4 separate regions of the Mus musculus genome follow, and all the other regions are linked to region 1. A link is a contact called in public Hi-C and promoter capture Hi-C data. All regions are on one chromosome and are shown on one strand. Each heading gives the region's core, a stretch centred on a gene start, on an enhancer-like site or on the middle of the called end of the contact. The rest is flanking DNA. Distances are from core to core; before and after follow the strand shown.

Region 1 (7,175 bases), core at 2,850-5,349:
CAATGTAGATAAATTAGAGGAATTATTCACACTACTGCTGAATGAGAAATGTCCCATTTTAAAGATAAATAATAATATATTATCATATATTATTGTATTAAGTTTCTATAAATTTATATATTATATATTGCATATATTTATATTTTATATATTCTCATATATTGCATATTTTTATATGTTATAAAAAATAATACAATAAAAATAATCTTTGTGTTTGAGTGCATTTACAAACTTAACATTTAATGATTACAGAGAAAATGCCTTTTTGATAAGAGTATAAGCCAACCAACTATTCCTAATCTGGTCTATGAATAAACAAGTGTTCTGGATTCCAGAGTTCAGGGGAGGGTATTCTATAACTACAGATATACAGACAGATAGATATATAAATGTGTGCTAAATAGAGAATTCATGTTTCATAAGCACTTTACACAGTCTGAAGGTGAGTTCATACATTCAGAACTGTGTTCCCTTTCTGGTATCACATAGCCATACAAAAATTTTCACATTTTGGACACTTCAAATTTTACATGAAGGATGCCCAATTCATGGAATGACCTGAGTTCAAATCTGATGAACCGTCTTAGTGTGGATAGACCTTGCCCTAGCATCAGTTCTGTGTCACCTAGGAAGCAGGTTTTTGCTGTATGGCTTCAGTAAGACCTGAGAAAAGCTGCACAATCGCTATCTGGCATTCACCCTCTGTCTCCTAACACGGATAGTTCCTAACAATCGCAATAGCTTCATAAATGTTTCATTAGCCAAGCTATATTAAATTATAAACAAATTAATTATTGGTAGCTGTTATCAACACAGAAGCAAAATACAAAGTTTCAGTGAAAACATCGTTTTAAATGCATCTTTGATGTATCTCTAAAAGTCTGTCATCACAGCAGGAAATATAAGGCCTCACTGGGTCCCCATGGTGACACCTGACTGTACAAACAGGGGGACAGTGTCACTGCAGTGATTCTATTTCCAGATTAGTGACTTACCATCAGCCGCCAGAAAATGTAATAAACATCTACTGGCAGAGTTTCAGCCCTAAGATAAAAATCCATTTAGAGGGGTCACCTTCAACAGTAATCAGCAAAACATATTAGTACACAAATTCTGGTCTTCCAGTATTAACATGGTAATCTTTCCTCTGCCTGCTTTTCTCTTTTGGGTTTCATGTTTGTTTGTTTGTTTGGCTGGTTGGTTTATTTTGTTTTAATCATATATTTTCCTCCAAACTTCACACTTTCAACTTATCTTTACATTTTTCTTCTATTTTTTACAAACTGGGCATTAAACTTATTTTCACTAACCGTTTTTCATGAGCAGTGTCTCCTTGGTCTGAGAGACAAGGAGTTGACAGTTGATAGTGGGGGAGGCATGGGAACTTCAGAGGCAGCTATAAATCTCTGGTGCGGCCACCCACACCATGACAATGTGTAGAACAGATCACCCGTGATGCTCTTTAAAATGTCATTATTTGTAACCTATTAAATCCTAGTCTGTCTTACATTTGGTCCAAAACACACTTTCTCTTCCCCCTGCTAAAGGCGCACAGCCAGGCTTTAATGCAGGACTGTTACCGTGTTCAACAATCACGTGTCCGTGATTCCTGCAAACAAAGTAAAGCATAACCAGTACATGATGAGCAAGGGTGCATCTTTACAGGACCAGGACATGGTGAAATGTCACTCAAATTGCTCTGTATACAATGGTCCAGATTATCTAGATACAGTTGCAGAGCCCCACTGAAGGAATGCTTCAAAAGGGGTGGGTCTAGAGAAATAAGGGGTGCCTTCAGAAAAAGTACCTCAAACAACCTATAGAAAGTACAGGTATGGATTTTCTTGGGGCTCTTGGAAGATTTCCCCAAGCCTATTCTGGATTCTAATGTCTGAATTTTCAAATCAACAAAGAACTTGAATCTCAATCACTTTGTAAAACAGATGAATTATATAAGCACACCTGCTATAAAAGTATGCTATGACATCTGTTGTTGGCAACACATGGTCTAAAGTGGTAAACCTCACAATCTGCTTAGAAGAGCATGAGGAGTTTTTAATTGAGGTCCTTAACATAGCTCCAATCACAGCTGTTGTCATCTCAGACCTCTTGAAATATAGTCAGGAGATATGTACATGGGTGACTTGGGAAATAATTAAGAGATGAGATGTGGTGACATAGGTAAGGCGTGTAAGAACACTCAGCTTCTTCTCACAAGCCTGGGAGGCTTCAGCTTTGTCCTTGGAGTACAGGGGAGGAAACAGCTGCCGTACAGGCATCAGGGAAGCTCTCCGTGAGCTTGTGATTGCATATCTTAGAATAACAACTCTGTCAAAAACAGGCTGGGTTTCTGTAAGCCACATTGTGTGTGGTCATCATGCTAGATGTTATCTGGATGAAAATCTGTTGGTTTGTTTAAGTGATATCAGCAGCAGAAGATGAATGCCTACCAATGCTGCAGTAGGATGGCTCAAGATGCTTCAGCCCACACCAACGAGTACTCCCAACACAAGGACATGAAAATGTCAAAGAGAATGCCCTGCTCAACTACCAAAAAATGGTCTGAGTAAAGCAGAAGGAGGATTGTGCAGTAATTCTTACTTTTGGACAGCTGTCTGGTGTCCTACTATTCGTGAGCACAAAATTATTCTTAATTATAGTTACACCAGAAACCTTCAGGAAAAGTCCATTTAGGGGTTTTTCATGCTGTAAGACCTAAACAGAAGCATATGTCAATGGGACATGGGAGTCATTTGATGATGGTGATACTTGGCTTTGCAAGACTGCTGATTTTGACATTTCGTCATGTGGCAATATCTATCCAACTCATCACTAAATGGAATGAAGTATTAACTCCTGTGTTTTGTTTGTCTACATTTAATATGTGAGTTGTTTTTTGTTGTTGTTTTGTTTTGTTTTGACCACTTGACCTATGGTAACTTCTTGTAGGTCATGTTGTGAGCCCAGAGCTACATTCACACACTACCCTCTGAACCTCTGCTTTTCTAAGTATCTGCTAACAGGGCAAAATCAAAACAGCGAGGAGAGGCCGGGAACGTGTCAGGGGCAAGGTTTATAAACATGTTGTTCCATAACAGAATGTTCTAGAAAGAGCATATGTTTTCCTTTCAGAAACCATGGGTTTGAAGCTTAATTCGTTAACTTGGCAGGTTAACTGCAGCATTCCTATGCTCACCTCTTAAATGATAACTAAAAGACAGTTCCCCAGAGTACTGAGGGGTAAAGTCAAATGATATATATGGACAAAGTACCAAGCATTGGCCCTGCTCTGTGAACCTTGGATCTGCTTACTCTAGATGTCTCTGCCCTGACTCCTCTATTTCAAGTCTGCTAACCCACAATAGCTCAAGCCACCATGTTCTAAAGTTATAACTTAAGATTTGGAGCGCTCTGGTTTCCTGTCTTCTACATCTCTCCAATGAACAACCAACATCTATAGTGGGTCATCTCACAGACAGGGAAACCTGCGCTTAACTTGATCCCATGCCTGTGCCGTTCTGGAAGGTGATCCAATGCCAGGATAAAATTCAAAAACTCAAAGAAAATAGGCCGAAGATCCAGATACCACCCCCAGGATGGCAATGTCGGGAAGGCCTGCTTCTGTGGCTCCCGGGCCTGCACTGGGCTGCAAGCTGCCAGGGCCCATCTGCACAAGCAGTGAGGGGTATGACCAGGCTGCCAACTGTTCAGAATTCAGGAGCCGTCCGGCGCTGGGCTGGGGGAGACTGCAGCCCATGGGAGCCTCTCGCCACAGCCGCGAAAGACAACCAGACACCCGCTCCCTACAGGCCCGTTCTCCCCGCAGGCCCTGGGACGTGGCGCGGCCTGAGCGGGCCGCTCACCCACCTTGCGCACGCGGCGGGCCGTGTAGAGCCCCATCCCGTCCTGGACCCGGGACGACTTCAGGGCGAACCTGTCTGGTACGTACATGCCCAGCATCCTCCGTGGCTCGGCCGCGCTCCGGAGGCGCCGCACGTGGAGATGGGGTGCGGGCCTGGGGCGGCCGGGAGGAGGAAATGAGCTCGGCTCCCAGAATCCCCACCTCCCTCCTCGGCTCCCCGCGGCCAGGCCCCTCCTCGGCCGGGGCAGGCGCGGCCGGAGCGGTGGGGAGCCCAGGCCACCGGGCCGCGCTGATTGGCCCAAAGTTTGTGGCGCCGGCTGGAAGCCTCAAACCCCAGGCCATGGAGCTTCCAGCTCCGAGATGAGGATGAGCCTGTAGCCACATCGACCCTCCTCACCATCTCTGCGTTCGGCAGAGGTTCCCGCATCTCCTCAGATGCAGAATGAAATAGGCCTTGGCATTTCCAAAACAGCCTTTTGCTAACCACAGCCGAGACCAACCCAGAAAGTCTGGGAAACCTTTGAGTCTTACTGGATGAGTGTTCCAGGGTTGAACTAAGGAGAGGCCAAGGAGTCTGCTCTATTTCAAGATGAGAATTGGATATAAGTATTTAAGTAATATGGTGAGGAGCCTTCTGGAAAGTGATTATTACTTTCCAAGGCTTGTGACTACCAAGTCCTCTTACCAGATTTGTTCAAGTCAGACCCCGGGCCTTGCATTCCATTCAACAAGACTGGGTTACCAGTCCTTAATAGACCAGTTATCCTGGTTAGGTTTTTTTTGTTAACTTGACACAAGCTTGAGCCCTCTGGGAAGCTGGAATTTAAATTGAGAAAATGTCCCCATCAGATTGCTCTGTAGGAAGTCTGTGGATCATTTTTCTGGATTAAAGATTGGAATGGGAGGGTCTAGCACATTGTAGATGGTGACATCCCTGGGTCACATGGTCCTAGGTTGTCTTTTAAAAAGGCAAGCTGAGCAAGCCATAGGGAGCAAGCAGTGTTTTGTTCTGGCTCCTGCTTCCAAGTTCCTGCCTTGAGCTCTTGGCCCTGACATTTTTCAATGATGGACCAAGATGGGAAACATACGCCTCTTGCCCTGTCCTCTCCCCCAAAAAGTCCTTTCCTCCCCAAGTTCCTTTTGGCCAGAATGTTTTATCACAGAAAATAGAAATCAGAGTAGAAAGCAGAGTAGCTGTTAAAAGGACTGTAATGTAGTCCTTGGTAATGTCTCGCCAAAACTCATGTGTTGAATACTTTTGGGAAGTGATTGTATAAGGAATGTTCTAGCCTAGTCAATGGATTCATCCATAGACATATTCATTATCCAGTGCTACTATTGGAAGCTGGTAGAACTTAAAAGATAGAGCCTGATAGGACAACGTAAGTCATTAAATGAGCATTCTCTTAAAGGACATTAAGGTCCCTCTTCATCTTTCTCTGATTCCTGGATGCCAAGGTGAGCAGCTTTTCTCTACCTTTACATCAACGTGCCTCTGTGTTGCCATGAGACATGAAAGTGATGGAGCCACGAAACCTCTCAGCCCATGAAACCAAATATATCTTGCCTCTCTTTGTTGCGTGTCTCCAGTGTTTCCTTTCCAAGCTAGATAACACATCAGGATAAACACTAAGATGGTTATACTGTGGTCAGTTGTCCAAGTCAATTCATTCAACTGTGTTCAACAAAAGATAAAGCACTGCTTTCTGCAGAAGGATCTATAAGATAAAACTGAGCAGATATGTGTCCTGTTTATACCTACAGTTCACTTATAAATTCAAAACCTGCAGAAGTGATGGAACGTGAAAGTATTTGTAATTAACCAACAAGGCAGGACTAATGTTCTTACACCGATTTCCCCTTTTCCACTATAAAACCAAAGAGTGACTTGAGCTCTGAGTTCTTTTAAAAGAACTTACCTTACCCAACTGTATTGACTCAAACATGACTGATACAACTGTCAGATCTGTTTTGGCTCACAGGTTCAGTTTGGTGAGTTATGGTGAGAAGGTCCTGTAGATTCAATCAGTTCACATAATGGTAGTTCTGGAAACAGCAAGACAATAGGCAACATGGACTAATACAACCAACAAGAACCTACCCCCCCCAAGGCCTACTACCCCCAGCATGTGTCCGCTTCTGAATTTACAGAGCTTCCCAAAAGAGCACCCCATTTTCAGAGAAAGTACTCCAGTTATGAAAGGATGGGGTTTATTGTATATTCAAACCACAAAACAGATAATTCTGAAGAAGTATGCAGTTTTCCAGAACCATCTCAAGCCACGTAGATATAATATAGTAATATCTCACTGGTTACGTAATGCAGAGGCAAGACCAACTTGCCAACAGAGAAAAAGTTTCAATTTTCCTACTGTCTGAAAGCTTATGGGCTGAAGCAATGGTGCTACCAACAAGATATTATCAAGATGCAAAAGTGGCACTTGTATTATAGGTACAACCAACAGCTACCTAATTAAACCTAAAATCCACTGAATTGGAGAGAAATCATGCCTGAGATATCAAGCCCTAGAGGAAAGCCTACTACTACCACATTTCTAAAGTAAGGTGGTTTCCAACTGCAGTCTGCGAAATACTCAACCTTATACCCATGGGTATGTTCAGCTACCACATCTTATAAAAGAAGCTTCTTTTTGCAGCAGATAGAGAGTATCAGAGAGATCCATAGCTTGTCAAAATGCAGAGAATAAATGACCATTGGATGCAAAATTCCAAGTGAGATATTTATAACTCCTATACCTAACACTCAGACAGAAGAGGGACTAAATAGATTGAAGAGTCCTAAGGTACAGAACAACTACTTTGTCGTAGTTTCTTCAGGACAGGACAAGGATTTTTCTCCCATGACCTCTCAATAATATGGATGTCTGCACAAGACAAACAAAAACTACACCAAGTAACTCACCACAAGTTCCACAGCTAAATGAAGAGCCATGGGTAATCAGTGTTGCTATGAGGAGTAGAACCACCTTTAATTTTGGGGGGTTTGTTGAGATTTTTTAGGGTTCACAGACTTTATTGGTTCAACAATGAACAGCAAAGATAATGTTAACTATCACTCTGGGGGTGTCGATGTAGACTTGAAAGGCACCCTTGGAAAGTAGTTTTTGCTTTTATTCCTTTTGTTGTTATTGGTTTTTAGTGACAAGACTGAAACTATAAACACGCACAAATGGGTCAACTCTAATTTTACACACACACACACACACACACACACACACACACACACACATATATATGAATGAATATATATACACACTGGATGAAGATGAAGAAGTTAAAGGGAGTGGGGAAT
Region 2 (7,175 bases), core at 1,571-4,070, 490 kb before region 1:
TGGAGGTTTCCACAGCATAAAGAAAACAGAGCAGACTGGACATGACCAGGGCTAGAGAAGTGAGAGATCAGGAGAGAATAATAGAAATAGTAAGACAGCAAGCGATAGAGAGTAGTGAGCCAGAAAGATGGAGAGGACAGCAAGAGTGGGAAGAGAGTGTCTGGAGTGGACAGACCGTGTGCATTATAAGGAGGATGAGTAGGTGGGGGCAGAAAAGGTATGGTGCTAATGTGGACTTTGAAATATATAACAGGTTCTTTTGATACTGAGGGAGCCTGTAGGCCAGTTTTGACTCTCTCCTTTCAAATATATTTATTTTTCATGCAATGGAGTCTTGTCTTTGGAGACATTTTTACTATGGTCCTAGAGCAGAACAGGATGTTTATTTTTAAAAGTATAAGCACTTTCAACATGAGTCCTGGCTACAACTTTTAACAGGCATGAGTTCAATAACCTTCTTTAACAATTACATCTTTCTGCCCAACGTTTTGATCTCTTTCATTGTAGACCTTGATAAATATAGTAAACAGCCACTATAGCACAGCCTGAATGTTTTCCTGTACTGAAATTTCATCAGCCAAACAGATTAGTTCTTTATCTTTAAGTGAAGCTTCATTCAAGTTCTCAGGACATGGGCAGAAACCAACCATATTCTTTGCCAAACTGACACACGAATGTCCCCAGCTTTCTGATAACATCCTTGTTTCCTGCTGAAACCTCAGGAGTCTGGCCTCCACACTCCATATTTTCTCTGCTTTCTGGCCTTCCCAACTCCTGTCAGAATGATCTCTCAGCTTCACTTACTCCATCACTGTTTAGACTGAGCACAGACTGAATTGTACAGATTTCTGTGAAACTATTGGGTAAGATTTATCTTTGCTAGTGACATGTGATTGATGAATGTAAAATTTTGTGTTGTTATTTTGAATCAAGTTTCTGAACTGCTAAGTCCAAAGGAAGTAGCTTGCAGCAACTGCTCAAAGCTTATCTAAGATCCCTTCTTGATCACGACCGTGAGAGCTACCATAATTTTGAAAACCTTTTGTGTGGGTAGATTTATTTAGATATAGAATTTCCCCCCAAATATACATTTAAGTCATGCTTGATGTCTCTCCTAATATCTTTATAACTTATCCAATGTGGATATGGGATAATTTTAATTTAATGTATGTGGCTTATGTCCACATACTTCAAACCTCTTCCACTTTTGCTGTCTTTATCTACGATACCATCACATCCCCTGACTATTGTGAAAGACTACTAAGCAACCTCTACAGCTTTTTTCTTTTATAAAACATTCATTTTTGTATAATCATCAAAATGAGATTTAAAATTTATAAATCCTTTATAGATCCCACAAGTGTTTGTAACATACCTGAAGTAAAAGGCAAACTCAAGTATCCTTCAGAGTGCTTTCCAGACTATCCATTACCATTTTTGCTCTTATCTTCTTCACTGCTCGAAATGAAGTCCACATCTGGTTTAGAGACATATGTAGCATTTATCATATAACATGCTGTAGCATTTCTGATCATTGTTGAATTCCTGTGACAAAGTCTAGCTCTTGAGCATTTCAGGAAAACAAACAAACAAACAAACAAACAAAGACAGAAAAGGTCCTAATGTGAATGCTTAAACCAATGCCAAGTGTTTGTGGGTATTGTTTTGTTTTGTTTTGTTTTGTTTTACGTTTGGAGATAAATGATTGGAAGTCATTCTAATGTGCACTTAAAAAAAATCCAAGGATAGATAAATTGGAACTGGATTTTTTTTTTTGACAAGCCATTAAAAGACAGGTTTTAGAAAATCAGTTAAAAAAAAAATAGCTTGGTGGCAGCATGGCCCCAAACAGAATCATGTCCTCAGGGGGCAGAACAGGCTCTTCCTCACTGCTGTTGGATCTCCAGTTCTGCCTCTCTTCATGCTGCATAAATGGTTCCACTTCTCTTTGTCTCCTATCTCTCCACCACATACTTATACACGGTAGTGATGCCCAGTGGGCAGGCCTCTGACTGACTTCTGCCCACCTATCACCCTAGGAATATTGTATTTTGGTATCACTTATACCATCTCAGCAAGAGAAAAAGCCCAAGTCCTGTTTTATTCTTTTTTAAAATTGAAAATAGATTATTTTATACAATATATTCGGATCATGATTTCTATTCTCCAAGTCCTCACAGATCCTCCCCATCTTCCCACACACTTAATCCACACCCTTTCTTTCTCTCTAACATTATTAAATATTAGGCTTCATAAATAAATAAATAAATAAATAAATAAATAAATAAATAAATAAATAAATAAATAAATTCAAAATAGACCAAAGCAAGGAAATAAACAAGAAAGAGGTCAATGATAAAACACATGAAACATATACAAAAACAGATACACACTTATGCACACACAGACAAAACCCTTTTTAATGAATATTCCTTTCGACCCATGTGAATTAAGTCAGAATGGTTTAGGGTAACAGAAATCCAAATTTCTTAACTTTCAAGTCTTATATTGAAATAATTGAAATTCAAAAGATTTTTTTTGCTGCTGTTTAGAGAACTGTGAGCTTGTAGAGGGTTAAACTCACTTTTCACATTCAAGCATAACATATGTATTCTATAACATTTAAGGTACTAGTAAAAATTCCCCAAAGTGTTCTGTAATGTTGAGACAAATAATGTGGCCATTCAGACTTTCTAACACTGAAAATATGAATAAGCTTTTCCCACTGCTAATGTGAAACAGCTGCTGTCTATCCCACACCCATTTACAATTTTCTTCTGAATAGACTTTAACAAAATTACACGTGTGCTGTTTATTGTAGATGAAGTTGGGGAGGTTTGAGGCTGAATACGTTAGGGAAAGACTGTGTTAATGCTGGGCACACATAGTTCCGATGGTGAGGACAGAGCAGGCTGATGAAACCCTGAAGTATCATAAGTCAGAAAAGCATATGTTTGTCCCATTCCAACCATGTTTAGAATGAGCCTGTAACTGCCTCTCAGTTTGTCTCTTGTATTTGACAATCTAATCACAGTGTTGTAGTTTTATTCCTGCAGCATCTTAATTCTTCTTCAAACATGGTCCAGTTTTATATGGAAGAACTTAGTCTAGCCATAATGCAAATTCTGCAACATTGAGATTTGGGAAAAATAAACACCTCCTTGCCTTTTATCTTCCTTGCTTCGATTTATTTCTCTGTGTACATTTTCTTTCCCAACTCAAGGACGCAGAGAAAATAGCATGAAGTAAATGAACAGTGTGCTGTTGTGGCTTTTCTTGTCCTCAACTGTATCTCTCCAGATCTTTGTACAACTTATGCTTTTGCTTTGTCAGTATAGAAATACATACATTGGTCTTGATTCATAAACCTTTATTATGTTAGATTTTTTAAAATGATCAAGACACAAAATATAAAGGAAAATTGCATAACATCAAGCAATCTTAGAAATTTAGATTGATCAATTTGAAAACTCAAACTGAAATGTTTTGAGGTTTTTAATGCAGCATAAAATAAAACCAAGAACATACTTTTGCCTTGGTGGATGATCAAGTTAAGCTGAGAGTGGACTAAGACTGTATACTTACTCAGTTCTCTCAGTACTGGTGATACTTGGGTTTCACCCAGAATCCTCTCAGTACTCTGACCTATCTTGACTCTATTACAAGGTACCAGAAGGAAGAATATGAATTATTATTTATTATAACAGTTTACTAAAAACTCAGAATTATACACATCTAAAAATTTTTTGATATACAGATAATTGGGCTGTCAAAATGGCTCTGCAGATAAAGTTTGCTCTGCTTAGCAAACTGAGTTCTATCCGTGGGATCCACAAAGTAGAAGGTGAGAATTGACTCCTATAAGTTTTCTCACCCCATATGCATTATTTGCTCCCCTAAATAACCAGCTGTAATTTGAATGAACAAATATACAAACAAGTTTATTCTTGTCTAGAAGAAGGTTTCTTAGAAGCAGCAGAGTCAAGGAGCCTTCATTGCTGCTGATATCACTCTGCTGTAGCACTGTTCCTCATCCACACCACACCATCCTCCTTCAGCAGTTAGGAGACAAAACCCCAAGTGGGGGACCACTCTGCAGAAGAAACCAGAAAATTTAAGCAGAGTCTTCAAAGACCCAAATGGTCATGGTGAAACTAGGCTGGGACAGAGAGATCATGTGAAAGAGATAAACTATGCAGAAAAGGATCAGGGTTGCTGGGTGCGAGCACAGGAACTCTTACCAAAGCAATCAACAAGAATAATTCTATCTCTGAAAAAATGGATGTCAACTGAGTTAATTTTTTTCCTGGTAATTTGAAGTGGTTTTTCTTTATTGAAGAAGTGAAGTTGTGACAAATGTATTCTTACCCATGTGCAGAGGGTAAATGTGACACTGATGTATAGTACAGTTTCAATAGATTCTAACTTTTAAAGACATACATTTCTAAGCATTGAATGCATGGCAATTCTTTCAATAAACAATGTAGAAAAGCTGTTTATTTTATTTTCAGTGTTTAACCTCAGACTTGTATAATAGAATGAAAATAGCATTCATTGGCTTAAAATTTGATAAAACGAAAGTTATTTCCCATACTTAGGTCTCAGTGGAATCAGAAAAATTATGAGACTAATTCCAGAATGTTAGCCAGACCTGGTGGTGCAGACATACATGATCTCAGCTACTTGGAAGGCTAAGGCGGGAGAGAAATACAATTTCTGTCAAACTAAGGCTGGAGGATGCAAATTCAAATGCCATCTGGGTTCAAAGCAAGTTCAAGGCAAGCCTGAACAATTTAAAGAGACTCTGCTTCTAAGTTAAAAAATTGAAAATGAGTTGGTGATATATTTCAGAGGTAAAGCACACTCTAAGATCAGTGTCTCATACAAAAATATATAACAGAAAAGCAGGAAGGAAGGGATCCACAGTGCTAGTTGTTTCTTCATCTCCTGTAGGCTTTAACATATATGTGTACATTCTAGACTCAGATGTTAACGTGGAAGATGGTGTGGCAGCTATTTTCAGGACGCAAAGATTTTGCCAGAAGAAAGATATGCTTCCTATTTTATTATTATTATTATTATTATTATTATTATTATTATTTATTTATTTGTGTGTATATATACATGCACATGCATAAGTACAATTTGTGGGTGGTTCTTTCCTTCTGTTATATTGGTCTCTGATATCAAAATCAGGTCATTAGGCTTGGAAGCAAATGCCTTTACCCATTGAGACATCTTGTCATTCCAAAGATCAGTTTTTTAGTAAGTGCATTGTGAAACCAATTTTGGAATGTGATAAAAAATTGGTTATAAAGATAGTCAGGTAAAAGTGTTAGTTGGAGCATGTGTACAAATGAGGTAATGGTTGAACAAGATTCAGAGCCATCCATCTATCTTCTTTTCTTTATTAATTAGGTATTTCCTTCATTTACATTTCCAATGCTATCCCAAAAGTCCCCCATACCCTCCCCCCGACTCCCCTACCCACCCACTCCCACTTCTTGGCCCTGGCGTTCCCCTGTACTGAGGCATATAAAGTTTGCCAGACCAATGGGGCTCTCTTTGCAATGATGGCCGACTAGGCCATCTTCTGATACATACCCCCAAGGGAGGAGCTAGAGAAAGTACCCAAGGAGCTAAAGGAGTCTGCAACCCTATAGGTCGAACAACAATATGCACCTGTCTTCTAAAGGTATGGTGTGTAGTCTGGAGAAAATGTGACCCCCCCTTAAACCACCAACGGCCTTTAATATGCAATGCATTTGCCTTCTTCAGCACCCTGTTCTCACTCTGTGCAGCAAACGGCCAATGCTATCCCTGCCATCACTGATACATTCTACCAACAGGTAGGTAGAAACTGAAGAGACACCTTCCACTTGTTCTAGAGAAACAGTACACCTCAGCTACACTGAAACCACACTGGAAGAACTTAGATCTACCCTAAACTAGATGTCTTAAAATACAGACATTATTCCAGAGGGGCATGGGACTGACTACTCAGATTATAATTGTACCAAAAGCAGAGGGGGCTATTCCCTGGGATCAACTTATTAATCTTCATAAATTACCACCATGAAACTTCCATCATCTCTGCAAATTACTTAGAGTTTAAAATTAAGACTGAAAGCATCATTAATCCTAAGCTTATTAGATATTCATAAACATATCTTATAAGGAGTCTACTTTAACAAGCTTTCCAAACTGTTAAAATTGTTTTCATCATTGCTCTACTCATTGATGAAACAGGAGAATGAACCAAGTAATATCTAAGGATGTAGCCTTGGTTATTTTTCTATTGCTGTGACAAAACACCATGATGAAGGCAACTTATAAAAGAAAGCCCTTAGTTTGGGCTTTTGATTCTAGAAGGTAGTGGAGTCTGACCATCATGACAGGGAGCATGGAAGCAGGGATTCAGTCATGGTGCTGAAGCAGTAGCTGAGAGTTTATATGTTGAGATGACAACAACTATGAGGCCCAGAGAGAGGGGGACTGGAGGGATGAAGAGGGAGGGAGGGAGAGAGAGAGGGAGGAGACAAGGGGCAAGGGAGTGACAGAGACTTTTGAAACTTCAAAACCTACACACCTTCACTAAGGCCAGACCTGTTAATCTATCTCAAATTGTGCCACCAACTTCAGTCCAATCATTAACATATATGAGACTGTGATGGCCATTTTCACTCAAACCACCACATTCCATTCCCTGGCCCATATAGGCTCCTGGCCATATCATAAAGCAAAATGTATTTAATTCAATTTCAAAAACCCATAGTCATTCACAGTTTCAGCATAGTTTTAAAAGTCCAGATTTCTTTTGATACTCAAAGAAATCTCTTAATTATAACCCTCTGTAAAATAGCAAAAGCAAATTATATACTTCCAAGATACAATGGCACAGAGTATGCATTACCATTCCAAAAGGGAGGACTGGGGATAATGAGGAAATACTGGACCAAAGATACCTCTTCCCTTCCAGCTTTGTTGCAGGCAACACAATTCTCTCTTGGGCTGGCTTCATCTGAAGGTCTGTTTGGCAGGTATCCCATAGCTCTGGCTTCTCCAGCATGTTCGGGTCCCCAGCACAATCCAGGTTTCATATTCACAGCTTAACACAACAGCACCTCTGGGCCTCCATGCAGGGACTCCCTTGCCACAGGAACTTTCCTTAACTA
Region 3 (7,175 bases), core at 2,581-5,080, 400 kb after region 1:
AAGTGGTAAACAAATAATCTGCGCATGTGCCAAGGGTATCTTATGACTACTTGTGCTCTGCCTTCCCCGTGACGTCAACTCGGCCGATGGGCTGCAGCCAATCAGGGAGTGACACGTCCGAGGCGAAGGAGAATGCTCCTTAAGAGGGACGGGGTTTCGTTTTCTCTTCTCTCTTGCTTCTTGCTCTCTTGCTTCCTGCACCCTGGCTCCTGAAGATGTAAGAAATAAAGCTTTGCCGCAGAAGATTCTGGTCTGTGGTGTTCTTCCTGGCCGGTCGTGAGAACGCGTCTAATAACAAAGAAAAATGCTTCTAACAGACTGCCTGCTGGCAATCTACAGGGCATTTTCTTGATTAAAGACTATTTGAGGGCTCAACCCATTGGGGGCTGTGCCACCCCTGCAAAGATGTTCTTAGGTTGTATAAGCAAGTAGAAAGGGCAACCCTACAAGGAAGAAACAGTGTTTCTCTCTGCCCACTGCTTCAGTTCCTTCCTCCAAGCTCTGGCCTTGAGTTCTTGACCCAACTCCTCTTTATGGTAGACAGAGACCCGGATATGTAAGACAGATAAACCCTTTCCTCTCCGAGTTGCTTTTGGTTAGTGTTTTATCCCAGCAATGGAAAGCAAACTAGGACAGGAGAGAAGTAAACTAGAAGGAAAGGCAGTCATCCACAGACCACCACTGTCAACACTGTTTAGTTGAGAGAATGCATGCATGTAGAGCTTATAGGCTATGTGTGACCAAGGCTAGACAGCTGCTTTATTTTACGCAATTGTATCTCACTCTTTACATCTGAGTTAGATGCCAGTATCGTTTGTAAAAATGTGTTCATGGTTTCTCTTAGGAAAAGAAAGGGGAAATAATTTGGAAATAGTGGCCACACCAGAAAATGTGACAGCCTTGCCCACAGCTCTGGAGTAAGCTACATTGCCCATCTAGGAGGCAGCCTCCCTCCTGCCATTGTCTGGCCCACCTTATGCCTGGAGGCATCTCAGAGGTATTTATATTTTACACTTTTATGTAACATTTTTTCTCCCCATTACAGTAGCTTTCTTTTCTTATTTCCTACCAATTCCCACGTACCAGCTGTGTATTTCTGAGACACCTTATACAGTGCTCTTAAAACATCAGACCTTTCTCTCTCCAAACTGTGGATGAACCCATTCTCCTCTGTGGAAAACGATCTGAATCATCCTTCAAGACACAGTTCAAACAACATAGCCTCAGAAAGCTTTCCCAACTCCCCTATGGTCCGAGAGCAAACTGAATCTTTTTCTAAATATTAACTACTGTCCTGGCTCACTTGGACTCCATTCTATTCTCCGAGGCCCTGCAAGGGACTATATAAGCTTATTTGTTTTTATAATCGCAAGGAAAAATCCTTTGCCATATAGCAGATTCTTAATCATTTTATCAAATGAATAAATTAAGAATTAGTTTTTAGGTCTCATTAATTTGGGTTAACCTGTGTTAATTTATCAAAGAAGTTCTGCAATACTCTCCTAACCTATAACATACAAGTTACTTCTCTTTCGTATCCTTAGCCAGTCCCTCTGTAGTCCATTTCTCCTCCTCTAAAGTTTTGTTGTTGGTCACTCAATATATGGAATATTATTTATTCCATAAGTCTTGTCCTAGATAAGTAAGAAGAGGCTATCTATAGTACTTCTAATACCTTGTACTTCCATGATACGACAACTTTTTTGGCTTATTTCTGGGTTTTGAGACAGCTTCACCTGCTGCCCAGGCTGGCCAGAAACATAAAATTCTTCTGCCTCTCTACCCATCTCAGTCCTGGAATTAGACGTGTGTTCTACTGAACTGGGGATAATCATGTTTTACAAACTACTTTTTCAGACACACTTTATTTTTACACCATCTCCATAAAATATAAGAATAACATATGACCCTCAGTGAATAGTTGGAAGCTACAGTGACACATCTTTCCCAGAGTGGGGGGGGGGGGGAAGCAGAAAGCTTGAGAGACTCCTCAGACTCCCCTCTCAGGGAAGATCTGTGACCTTCCTGAGTATCGTCCCTTAACCTGACTTGGAACAGAAGGTCTGTCTCACTCCTTCTTGCAAAGTTCTCCAAATTGTAACATGGTATTTAAAAATCGGGGCCCAGACATGTTCAACTAGCCCCACGTTAGAGCAAAGTAGTGAACCTGGTCTTTCCATAGCCAGCAGAGAACCTCAATTCTTGTGGTCAGTGTCACAGTGATGATGTAACCACCTCAGCAGAGCAAATATGTTTCTAAGTACATACAGGAAAAGTAGTAGTAACTCTATGACTTCTCCTCAAAAATGTAATATTTGATAATCCAAAACCCTCCATTGATGAACTTAGCTGTCTCAGGTAAATCTAGAATGCCCAAATGCAATTATTTTATCAGAGAAGATAAAACATTTCTAACCTATAATCTATTTACAGTGATCTATATACCCTGGGTCACTTTCAAGCCAAACCTATGTACTCAATATTTGATGGATTTTTTTTTTTTTAGGAAATATATCAGATGAAATGACAGCAATTTACTATCCTTATCCCCAACAATTAATGCAACTCAAGTTCATGAAAAACCGCAACACTGAAGGTATTCGCTGGTAATCCCCTAGTGGTAGGAGGTAAGGAGTGATGAAAGAGCCTCCAGTAGTTTAAATAAATTAGCCTTAGGGACAGAAATGGCAGGGTAAGAAGGCATAATGATCCATTTCTCATGCATTTACAACCACTTTCTAAGAATTTCAATGTACCCACAGGATACAGCACTCTAGAAAGCAGGGGTAGAATTGCTATTTCCTGCCTAAGTTGCCCTGGAAGCAGTGGGAGATCATTATCAGTGATCTCGAGGCCCCTGGAACCCAGCGTCCACCTTTCTTCTGTTCCACCCACTGCCTCTCTCATTGCCTCCAGTCTCTGATTTCTTTGCCAGTCCTACCCCTTGTTCTAATGAAGAGCAATTTCACCTGTCCTTTAGAAATGAAGAGGGGACATGTTTACTTAATATTACTAAACCAACACATTTTTGCTCAGTGTCTACTTGTTGTGAAAGGTTTTAAGTCTGTGTGTTATTAGTTAATACATGCAAAACCTTGTCTGGAAGCCACATATATAACTGGGAAGGAAACCTGGAAGTTGGGGGAAAGAAGAGAAAAAAAAATGACCTTTGAAATGTTTTATTATTTGAAAGATTATTCTAAAATTGCAATGGTTTATTTTAAACAGCGTGTGGGGGAACAGCATGTAATTACGGTGAGGGGCTGAAATGAATGAAGAATCATGCTGCTGTGGACTGTACTTAAATCTTACCACAATCAATATATCTATGGGACAAGGAGGGATGCTGGCCCCAAGCAGAAAATAAAACAAAGAAACAAACGCCCCCTCAGCAAGTAAGCCCTGCTGAGAAGTTCCAAAAATTCAGGGGTTCTCTTGATGGAGAAAACAAAAGGCGACCAGAAAGGAAAATGCCTAGCGGGGACCTCCTTACCCCCCAGCCAGGTGTCCGAGACGTTCTGGAGCATGGTGACCGGGATGCAGAAGAAGACGATGAGCAGGTCGCTGAGTGCCAGGGAGCAGATGAAGATGTTGGTGACGGTGCGCATGGCCTTGCTGCGGGTCACCACATAGACTACCAGGGCGTTGCCGAAGAGCGCCAGGGCAAAGATGAGCATGCCGACCAGCAGGAGGGCCAGCCTGGCGCGCGCGGGAAGCTGCGGGGTGAGCACCAGTGGCCGCAGCCCATAGTGCGCGATGAACTGAGCGCGCGTCAGGTTGTGCAGCCGAAGCAGCGCCGAGAGCTGCTCCGCGGTCAAGTTCCACGACATGCCGGGCTCGGGAGGCGTCTCGTCCGCGCGTGGGGCAGTCGAGGACCGGGAGGTATAGGAGAGAAGCCAGAAGCCGTGCCGCCGTGCCGTGCCGTGCCGTGCCCTGCCGTGCCGTGCGAGCGGCGCGAGAGAGTCTAGCAGTGACCAGAGCAAAGTCAGAGCCGCCAAACTGTTTGCAGTTCTAAGAAAGTTCCCAGCCAGGCGCTGCGGTCCTCAGAAACCTCGCAGCGCCACGCGAGGCTCAGTGTCCAGTTTTCTGGACCTTAGTGGAGCTGAACCCCGCCCCTCCGCGCACTTCCCAGCCCCTGGAGAGCCGCCTCCTGCAGCAAAGCACCTAACAAGGAGTGCCCTGCCTTGCTGGAACCACCCAAAGCCATGCCCCAGCCCAGGTTGATGATACTAAAACAAAAACTGTTGTTGAGGTTTGGAAAGCCTCTTGGTTCTCCTCTTGTAAAATCATGTATGGGCCACAACTACCCATGGCAAAGTGGAGTTCAAGTCTTTTCAGCTTTGAAATAATAATTACAGAAGAGAAGTTGCAGTCATAAAAAGAGGGTTCCAGGCATACTCTGACTTTCTCCGTTTTGTCATAACTGTGTATGACAAAGTACAAACCTAAAAATTGACATAGATAGAGAGAGAGAGAGAGAGAGAGAGAGAGAGAGAGAGAGAGTGTGTGTGTGTGTGTGTGTGTAACAAAATCAAGATACAAAACTCCATCACCGCCCAGATCTCACTCTGGGACATTTTCATGACCATGACCGCGCTCCTCCGTTCATGACCTCTAACCTCTAGCAGTCTCTGCACATCTGTCAAGAGTATAATAATATAAACAGAATCAGAATCTATATACTTTGTGTGTATGTGATCTCCTCCACCTTGACACAATATGCTGTAAACCTATCCAGGTTGTGAGATGTTTTGTAAATCTAACCAGGTTGTGAAGTGTATTGTCAATCTGTCCAAGTTGTGGGGTGTATTGCTGACATATACTAGTTTATTTCACTATTCCTTCCTTGTAAAACAGTTGGGGTGTCTCCAGCTTTGGGCTATAAAACTGCTATGAAGAAACATGGACTGGTTTCTGTATGGCTATAGTTTGCACTTTAATTATGGGAAGCATCAAGAAGTTTGTCTAGTCTGTGATGTTCTAGTTAGTTGTTTTGTTTTGTTTTTGTTTTGTTTAAACATCTTAGTACAAGGCAGAGTTTCTTATCAGCTTAGCACAAGAGAAGAGGAAACCACATTTGAGAAAATGCCTATAGGCAAGTCTGGGGAGTATTTTCTTGGTTAAAGACTAATGTGGGAGAGCCCGGATCTGGGTAGGCAGTGCCAACCCAGACAGGTGATTCTGGACGATATAGGAAATCAGGCTGAGCAAGCCATGAAAGAGCAAGCCAGTAAGCGGCACTGCTTCAAGCCCTTGTACCAGTGTCTGTCTTCAGGCTTCTGCCTTGAGTTCCTGCCATGGCTTCCCTCACTGATGGGGTATGACTTGAGAATTGTAAGCGAAATAGAAAGCCCTTTCTCCTCAAGCTGCTTTTGGCCCTGATGTCTTATAGCTACTGGGGTGATTCTGGACCACTGAAAAAGTATTGCTACTTGTGCTCTAGCCTCATAAAAAGAAGCTAAAAAGCTCTAGGAGCCCTATAGTTTAAAATAAAACTCTAATGCTATTGTAACACATGAGTGCTGGGGGGGGGGGGATTCTAAAATCATTTAGAAAATGGCCCAAAGTTGGAGAAGATACAACCTGGATTGCCATGAAAACTTAAAAATTTAGTCCAAACCTTTTCAATAGACAAATTTGGTGACTAGACTGCTATTCTAGTCCCCAACCTCACGTGCAATATTTGGACAGGTTGCTCATCCAGAAGATAAAGAGTTCCTGGCTGCATTGCTGACTAGAGACCCAAGGATGTTTCTGACAGTGCTGCTTTTGGGTCCCTACGCTAACTGCCTGTCTGGCAGCTATGTCCTGTTCTCAGCCTTCTCCTCTCTGACCTTGACTCCCATTTAAGAACGTGGAATGCTGATTTTTCTGGCTTTTTAAAGCTGAGTAGAGTAAGTTAGGAGAAGGACTGAAGGAACTGAAGGGGATAACAACCCCATACGAAGAACCATATCAACTAACTCCCAATGACTAAACCACCAAAGAGTATACGTGGGCTCCAGCTACATATGTAGCAGAGGACTGACTTATCTGGCATCAGTGGGAGGGGAGGCATTTGGTCCTGTGGAGGCTTGATGCCCCCAGAGAAGGGGGATGCTAGAGGGTAAGGCAGGAGTGGGTGGGTAGGTGGAGGAACACCCACTTAGAGGCAAAGGTGAGATTAATGGGTTGAAGGCTTCATGGAGGGGAGACTGGGAGGGAGACAACATTTGATATGTAAGCAAATAAAATAATTAATTTTTTAAAAAGAAAAGAAGTTGAGTGGAGTAGCTGAGTATTGAAGTCAGGGTACCCCTCCAATGGGTAGAGGACCCAAAAGTGTATCAATAGTTGCATTATGTTATTTATACATAACTCACCACACTCTGCTGATATCAGGATACCACTTTGAGCCAAGCATAAAAATTTCACTTTTTATCTCCCTTTAGCTTTCTTCAATATAACTGTCTGTACTGGCTAGTTTTGTGTCAACTTGACACAGCTGGAGTTACCACAGAGAAAGGAGCTTCAGTTGAGGAAATGCCTCCATGAGATCCAGCTGTAAGGCATCTTCTCAATTAGTGATCAAGGGGGAAAGGCCCCTTGTGGGTGGGACCATCTCTGGGCTGGTAGTCTTGGGTTTTATAAGAGAGCAGGCTGAGTAAGCCAGGAGAGGCAAGCCAGTAAAGAACATTCCTCCATGACCTCTGCATCAGCTCCTGCTCCCTGACCTGCTTGAGTTCCAGTCCTGACTTCCTTTGGTGATGAAAAGCAGCATGGAAGTGTAAGCCGAATAAACCCTTTCCTCCCCAACTGCTTCTTGGTCATGATGTTTGTGCAGGAATAGAAACCCTGACTAAGACACTGTCTTAAAGATTTCTTCTACAGTCATTTAGAATGACCTGTTATTCTAGTAATTTTATCTTCACCTGTTTAAAAAAGTCAAGATCATTAAGAGGAAATGGAAAATCTATTCAATTTACTCTCACTCTTCTTATTTCTTCTGTTCCTTATTATTATGACAGGATATCCTTTTGAATAATTCTTTTCCTTTTAAAATTCACACACACAGAAACATATGCATGCACACATGTACACATGCAGACCCACAATGCACATGCATGCATACATACATGCACACACTCACAAACACACACAACTAAGAAGTTTGAGGACAGCTTTCAAGAATCTGT
Region 4 (7,175 bases), core at 1,995-4,494, 260 kb after region 1:
CTGTTCTTTTTAAGCTGAGTGTTCTTTTTAAAATATTTATTTATTTTTATTTTACGTAGTTTTTTGACAGATTTATCTATTTTTATTTTATGTATGAGTGTTTGCCTGCATGTACATATGTGCTTCATATGCATGCTGTACCCACAGAAGCCAGAAGAGGGTAACACACCTGGAACTGTGGTAACAGATGAGTGTAGGAGCTCCCATTTTGATGCTGGGGCCTAAGCCAGGGTCTACTAGAATACCTGTGGGTGCTCTTAACTGCTCGTCCATCTCTCTGGAACCCTGATGGTCTGTTTTCATGACCTTTTATAACTGAGGGGAAGAACTTCCAAATATAACTCTTACATTGTGCTACTATTCCTTGGTTTTGCTCTGATATAATTTTACTCATAGGATTTAAACTTCTTCAAATATGAAGCTAGAGTATCAAAAACCTAGTGTTCAATGCCCAGAACAATTAAAGAGTTACACACATGAATAATACAGTAAATAGGTCTTGGGGAAACTGTGATTGTATATTTTATTATTGTATAAGAATATTTGATATTTATGAAATATTCAATGCAAAACTTTTTTCCTCTATTTTGTAAATAATGGTAGGGTTGCAGAGAATCAGGAGTAGCCAAAGACCTAAAATATATTCTTTCTTTAACTTTTAAATTATCAATGTTAATCATAAGAACAATATAAAATATACACAGTCCCAAAGCATAGAACATAGAGAAATGAAGAAGTACCTTCTCTTTTGTTTTTAAATATGGCGACCAGTTCAGAAATTCGAGGCATCCTTTCTCTATTCATTTACACAATAGCTGTTGTCAGACTAGCCATGTTCTGTTACTTAATGAATGTAACAAGTAATTGGGTACCAGAAATACCATGCACAATTCAACATTCTCTCTTTTACTGACCATGTGCGTCCTGGGAGGACAATATGAGTGCCTACTGGAGTCCTTGCTGCAAGGAGAAGCAGATCAGGGAACATCCCTCTGATCCTAGAGGAATCAGAGCACACAGGATTAGCCTGCTAGCAGCCTAAGGGCCAACTTAGTAGATCTTCCGAGTTGCCTAGGAGGGCCTGCTCAGAGTTGAGGGTTCCTCCAGTCTGTCCAGAACACAGACTGTAGCTGTACATGGTGGATTATGCCTGTAGTTTCAAGATTGGAGGATCCTTGAAAGTTCAAGGTCCCCACAATATATAGAGTGAGACCTATCTCAAAACAACAATAAACTTTCCTCAAACCAAAACAAACTCAAAATAAGACGTGAGTGGCTGTTATCCCTTGGGTGGCTCATTCCTTGCTACCCCTGATGGCTGCCTCAAGAACCATTAGGTGTTTCACTGTATGCCTCTGGGGTTATTACTCTGCGCAAGGCCAGACTCGTTACATGGACTCCTAATCGCATCTAGAAGGCTGGGAGTCTTGCATTTCACCCTGCCTTTGTGACTTCAGCCAAAAGAGCTTTTTAAGCTCTTTGGACAATTTGGGAAGTTTATTTTCCTCCTCTTCCAAGATTATTGCTGTTCTTGTAGGGTGATCATGCAAACTGAGACCAACACAAACAAAGCAATAAGAGTCCATCATGTACTTTGTCAACATGCACAAGCAGAAAGAACTTGAATTCTAACGTGTGGCAGGGAAGTAGGCATTGAGCTGACCTCAAGAGCAGATCACTCAGAGATATCACCGACCATTCCAAACTTTGAGAAACATATGTATGCTGCCTTCTAAGCCATGCCTCTGTGAATTCTAACTCTTTAGGAACTCTTCATGAAAATTATAGCTTGGTTTGTTTTGCTGCAGAAAGACTACCTTGTTTTTGCCACCAGGAAGGGAGTCACCCTGGAGGTCTGATGTTCCCAGACCACAGCTTTGTGAAATCCAACTTCGTCTCTGCTGCAGGGCAAGTCTGCCAGCCTCTCAATACCCAAGGCCCCTGTCTTAAGGGAGGTGGAAACATGTGGTACAATTCTACTGAGTTCTCAGAAATGACTTTAGTGATGTATTGAAAGAAGCTACATTCTAGAAATGAAGGCCAAAGAGGCTTGTGCCAAAGCTGTGGGTAAGTAGGAAGTCTACTCATGTTGTGCTGATGAATTATTGAGCTTGGAAAACAGCATTGCCCTAAGTCTAATTACCCTGTACAAATGAGGAATAACAGAAAACAAACAAACAAAAAAAAAAAAAAAAAAAACAGAAAAGGCAGATGATGCTGTGGCCTCCCAACATCTCAAAGCTACATGGTACCCGGGGTCAGATTTGTAGCTAAGTTTTTGGTGTCCATGAAATCAGAAAAATAAGTGGGAAGGGCTGGGACTCTCTTTCCTTTCTTTCTTTCTTTCTTTCTTTCTTTCTTTCTTTCTTTCTTTCTTTCCTTCTTTCATGTATTCATTTATTTATTTATTTATTTATTTATTTTACCTTCCTACATGAGTGTACATATTTATATACAGAGAAAGAAAATACATGCCATATGTTGAAAGTTTGGAATTATTTGGTTTTAAATCAATGAGTGTGTGTGTGTGTGTGTGTGTGTGTGTGTGTGTCTGTCTGTCTGTCTGTCTGAAGGTGAATTTGCTTATCTTTAAGAAGAAACTCAAAGTAACAATTTCTTTTTGGTGCTTTATTTAGTTGAGGAGTACATTGTTGTCTAAGACACAGTGTCTGAGACACAGTCTTCAACTAACAATGAAATATAGGTCATATTCTCTTGGCAATAGCTGTGGACACTGTGACCCAAAATCTTAGGGAGTTTCCAGTGAAATGCTGAATTTATTATATTGAATGATGGCACCTTTATTTTAAATGGAACAACCCAACAATATATTTAAACATAGCCATGCATTCTGAATACTAAAAATGTATGAGTGATTTATACTTTATCTCCTGTACTGGTACAAGTTGATAGAATCGCCAAAGTTTTCATTTCACAAGCAAGGCTGGCTTTTGAAAGTATGGGGCAAATTTAAGGGAGGCAGGAACACAGTGAATAAGAAACTACCCTGAGCAGTTGGTCCGGCCAGGGACTGTGAAGTATCCCAGCAGCCTACAACTCCCCACACAGCCCGTAACCACCTCCCAGCACTCCCACTGCCTCTCTGCGTGGGAGTTTATCTTTTCTAGCTATCACCACTGGTAGGGTAAAAAACTACTTTCATGGTTACTGAAAGCTGAAGAGCAATACTTGACTGATCATGACCCATGACTCATAGTTTAAAGACTTCTGTAGTAAGCATTCGTAAGATTTCTCCTGGGCGAACTTTTCCCATTGTACAGATTGCTTTCGGTTCTTTTCGTCCACTTCCCCGTGGTACTTTCCAGATGAAGTGCTTTCACTTAACCTCTGGATTCAACACTTCCAGGAGAAACAGAATTTTGATGATTATTTTATTAAATCCCCCTTAAAGGTTTGTGCCTTAATAGTCTCAAAACTGGTGGCTGTACAAAGACATTAAAAGCATTTGAGAATGTTTCCAAGTGACAAGGCATCCTGTGCCCCTTGAACTTCATCCACATTCATTCTGGATGTGGTTCCCTTAGTGTGAGCCAGTGACACAAAGCAGAATCACCAACTCATGAATTCAGAACCTTCTATAAAACAGACATTCTTGAAAACCTTCATTCAGATGTCCCCCAACCCTTTCATAAGTCATATGATCAAAACTTGTACTTCATAATACACTTAGTATAACACCAATTTCTACAATCTCTTTGAAACTGGAGGAATAATCAAAGGAAAAGTAGGAATGGAAATATCAACAATATTTGTAAGATAAGGGAAATTGAAATACCAGAAAAATAATTTCATATAACATTCTAAAACAATTTATAATCTATCATTTTTTTGTCATTATAGTCATAGTACTTCAATGATTTGGTATTAGAAACTTGTATATTTAAAATTCAGTATTAGTTTAGCATTTAATTATTTAGTTCCTAGTTTACAGTTTCAAACAGGTTTACTGGTATTTCTATCTATAGAAATACCATATGTAAATGCAGTTTCAAGTGTGGTTCATAAGAATCTGTTAGGATACAAGAGTGTGTGTGCATTCACATTTATGTGCATGTGGAAAAGACTGTGTATTCACAAGGTACTCATGGCTATATCAGGGCTCTGGCAAGATCTTTTCAGAGAGTGAAGAAGAGAGGAGAATAAGCCAAGGTTGGCACAAAAACGTGAATGGCAGTGCAGTACGTGTAGTTTCAAATCCTCTCCAAGTATGTTGAGCTGGAGGGCCTGTGCTTGGCAGACAGGGATGAGATGTATCAGGTGTAGTAATAAGGGCTACCTGCAGATGTTCCCCTTCCTGTTTACTTGGCATCTTCCCTAGGTGTTCCTTCTCAGCATCAGCATCTCTGAATCTCTATGGAACCAATTCAGCTTCTGAGATGCTCAGCATCATCGTTAAACTAGAACACCTGTCCTCTGAGGTTAGCCTTATATTATCGTCATCCTCTGTTGAAGATTTTTTTTTTTTGTAAAAAACACATTTCAAAATCACAGTGATTTAATTCACCTTGAAATTTCACTTTGAAAGCAAAGTACAGGCCGTGTGTGTGTGAGTGTGTGTGTGTGTGTGTGTGTGTGTGTGTGTGTGTGTGTATGTTACTGTTACATAAGATACTCTGTCTGCTAGGATGCAAATGGTATTTTACTAGACTTTTCCCATTAACACTGAACTTCCTCTATATTCTGTATATGTGTATACTTGTGTGTGTGTGTGTGTGTGTGTGTGTGTGTGTGTGTGTGTACATATGTATATGTGTGGTTGGGGAGGGGGAATAGAAAACCTTTAGCAGAGCAGTGGCAGGCCAGACACATCCTTTTAAGGTTAATAAATACACAATAAGAAAGACATGTAATAAAGGTTAATAAGAGACTGTTGAATGTCGCTTTGATTTTCTCAGAACTTGCTAATCATCATTATGTGAAGGAGATCTCATGGGAAGCAAAGCCACTCTTAACTTAAGGTCACTACTTTTTCTCAAATCTAAATGGCGCACAGCAGGTAAGTAACAAGAAAGGAAAATTTGTTCTCTGGCATCAACTTTTAAAAGTAAGTTTATACTTACCTATTCATATTTCAAAAAAATTCACCCTGACTTTTAAATCCTCCAAGAGTAACCTCTCCCTAAATCCTTTTCAAATATTATATGTTTTTAAGCTTTTATGCACATTTAATTTTCTGGAGAATTTAGCTTCCAGTAGTATTTTCCCCCTCACATACGTTTAGGTTTAATACTTAAAACATGAATATTAAAACAAGTAGGTGAGAGAAAAACTGTCTTTAAAAATCACCTGTGGAAAGTAGTAACTGGCGTGTAGGGATGGTTCTGTACTCAGATAAGAATATCTACTTTGTTGTTATTCATTTCCTCAACTAATACCCAGCAAGTGCCTCCTATGTGCAAGGTGTCATTCTTGGTGAGACCAGAAGTAACAAAGCCCAATGTCATGCCATGCCATGCCATGCCATGCCACGGTAGAGCATAAGATGAAATGGAAGAGACCGAGCATCAAGAGCAAGGGAAACATGGAATGTGTTGTGTGGTAAAAGGCGAGGTGCAGAAGCATGAAACCGAGTGATGTCTGCTGTGAAGGGGAAGCAGGAAAGCAGTGAGCACCTAGGTTTCTGGGGGCATGGTGTTCCACAGAGAGAACAATACCAGTCAAAACCTCGGAGAAGGACTGTGCTGAGAAGAGGCAGCTAGAGGATCATTACTTAGAAGGTCCCTTCTAGATTGGAACCTTCCATCTCCCAGGGAAGCTCCTTACTGCAGAAGGTAAACAATTCAAAACAGCATCATGAGGGGACCTGAAACTGACCTGATTCACTAGATCTCTCTCTCTCTCCCAGAGTAGAGGAAGATGGCTGAGAGTTACTCATACTCAAGCCAAGCTGCAAAGAAGACTGAGACCAGACCAGCTTCTTGGGAGAAGGAGAACCCAACTGAGTCACTTGGAAAGGACACCACCAATCTCCTGAGCTGTGCATTGTGCTTCAGGTTCCCAGCTTTTAGTGAGCTCTCCCAGGGCATCTCCATGCTGGGGTAGGCTGTGGTAATGCAGCTGCCGTTGAGTCATTTCTGCTTCTGTGAGTAACATGCACAATCCTCCGGCCCCAGCCCTATTCCTGTAAAGTAATCAGTATACAACCCATTGGTCCACCAAGTCCGACTCTGGTTGGATCTGCACTTGGATCTGTCATGGGCTCTGCATGTGGAGTGAACATGTGTTGCATCCCTCCAGGAAAAAGTCCAGTCACAGAACAAAGAGTGAGAAAGGGTGGATTATAGGACCTAGGAGCTTTCATCGGTCTTTGTTACCCTGACAGATCTTGTGCCAGGAAGGATCTGAGTATGATAACATTGCAATATCATTTTGTTTCAGAAGAATCCTTCTAGATTCTGTGTTGAGGACTGCCTTTAAAGGAGCAGAGATAAAAAGGTGGTCTAAGTTACTTCAGACTCATGGATTTGATGGCCAGATGACATAGGAGAGTATTGTGTGAAGTCAGAGCACTATGGCTATGGCAGGAGGACTGGAGGATGAGCAGCAAGGCTTTATTCATGTAAACGGGAGAGTGTGTCGTCCCCCACTGATGAGCAAGCCTTGCTGGGAGGAATGGAAGGGTTAAAGAGGAAGAACTCATGTTCAGTTTCCACTCGATTATAGCTAAACACGTATGAGACATAAGAGCACCAGGCAGGAGGTCGAATATACATCAGCTGGAAGCTGATGACCTGAAAGTCCTGAGGTCAGGGTGGAGGTTACCATCCAGGAAGAGAAGGCTACAAAGTGAACTCTGTTTTGCTCCAGTGTTAAAAGAAAAGGAAAAGTCAGCAAACAAATAAACAAATAAAAGTCTAGAATGAAGCATGTACTTAGCTGTGGGGGGCAAACAAGACTGGTGCCCCTGAAATCATATAAAAAGGAGGAAGGAAGATCTGTGTAAATACTCCATCTCTGTAAATACTCTAGACATGTAAGGGACATGAAAATTGCCCTCTAATTTCAAAGGTGTGAACCTCATCTGGGATCTCAATAAAAGTAGTGTTGTTGGAGATCTAAGGTGAAGGCCACAGTGGATAGAGCTAGGAGAGAAAAACAATTTAGGCATCTGTATTAGTCAGGGTTCTAGAGAGTCACAGAACTTATGGGTAGTC

Evidence for each region. Promoter capture Hi-C pulls out the DNA fragments that hold promoters and counts their contacts. Hi-C and Micro-C count contacts between places; a contact is called where the count stands out from the background. Capture Hi-C pulls out chosen DNA fragments and counts their contacts.
Region 2: a contact with region 1 is called in a promoter capture Hi-C map of second pharyngeal arch cranial neural crest, with 2.9 times the contacts expected there. The contact joins the enhancer-like site here to the promoter of Prdm5 in region 1. A contact is called at or near these places in 6 of 39 promoter capture datasets (cranial neural crest, liver, maxillary cranial neural crest and 3 more), 1 of 115 datasets of contacts at active chromatin or transcription factors (astrocytes) and 2 of 9 other capture datasets (adipose tissue and liver).
Region 3: a contact with region 1 is called in a promoter capture Hi-C map of adipose tissue. The contact joins the promoter of Qrfprl here to the promoter of Prdm5 in region 1. A contact is called at or near these places in 1 of 484 Hi-C or Micro-C datasets (embryonic stem cells) and 2 of 9 other capture datasets (adipose tissue and liver).
Region 4: a Hi-C map of uterus shows a contact between it and region 1, with 2.1 times the contacts expected there. The contact joins the enhancer-like site here to the promoter of Prdm5 in region 1. A contact is called at or near these places in 2 of 484 Hi-C or Micro-C datasets (Th2 cells and uterus) and 1 of 9 other capture datasets (macrophages).

What each region holds. Positions count from the first base shown.
Region 1 is chr6:65,775,886-65,783,060 of GRCm38.p6, reverse strand. Prdm5 (PR domain containing 5) reads right to left here and starts at 4,099. Exons shown (of 15, transcript NM_027547.2): 1 at 3,868-4,099. The coding sequence starts at 3,960.
Region 2 is chr6:66,264,171-66,271,345 of GRCm38.p6, reverse strand. It overlaps Gm36408 (a long non-coding RNA gene), which reads left to right. Exons shown (of 3, transcript XR_377737.1): 2 at 5,779-5,849. Among named protein-coding and RNA genes, the nearest start is that of Gm36408, 4.6 kb to the left of the region's middle. Within about 2 kb of position 2,820, at least 7 of the 459 cell types and tissues checked have an H3K27ac peak or open chromatin away from gene starts, as enhancers often do. A contact at or near this core is called in second pharyngeal arch cranial neural crest, where this site is marked.
Region 3 is chr6:65,377,949-65,385,123 of GRCm38.p6, reverse strand. It overlaps Qrfprl (pyroglutamylated RFamide peptide receptor like), which reads right to left and starts at 3,830. Exons shown (of 6, transcript NM_175524.4): 1 at 3,494-3,830. The coding sequence starts at 3,830.
Region 4 is chr6:65,512,935-65,520,109 of GRCm38.p6, reverse strand. No RefSeq gene overlaps it. Among named protein-coding and RNA genes, the nearest start is that of Tnip3, 74 kb to the left of the region's middle. Within about 2 kb of position 3,244, at least 28 of the 459 cell types and tissues checked have an H3K27ac peak or open chromatin away from gene starts, as enhancers often do. A contact at or near this core is called in Th2 cells, macrophages and uterus, where this site is marked.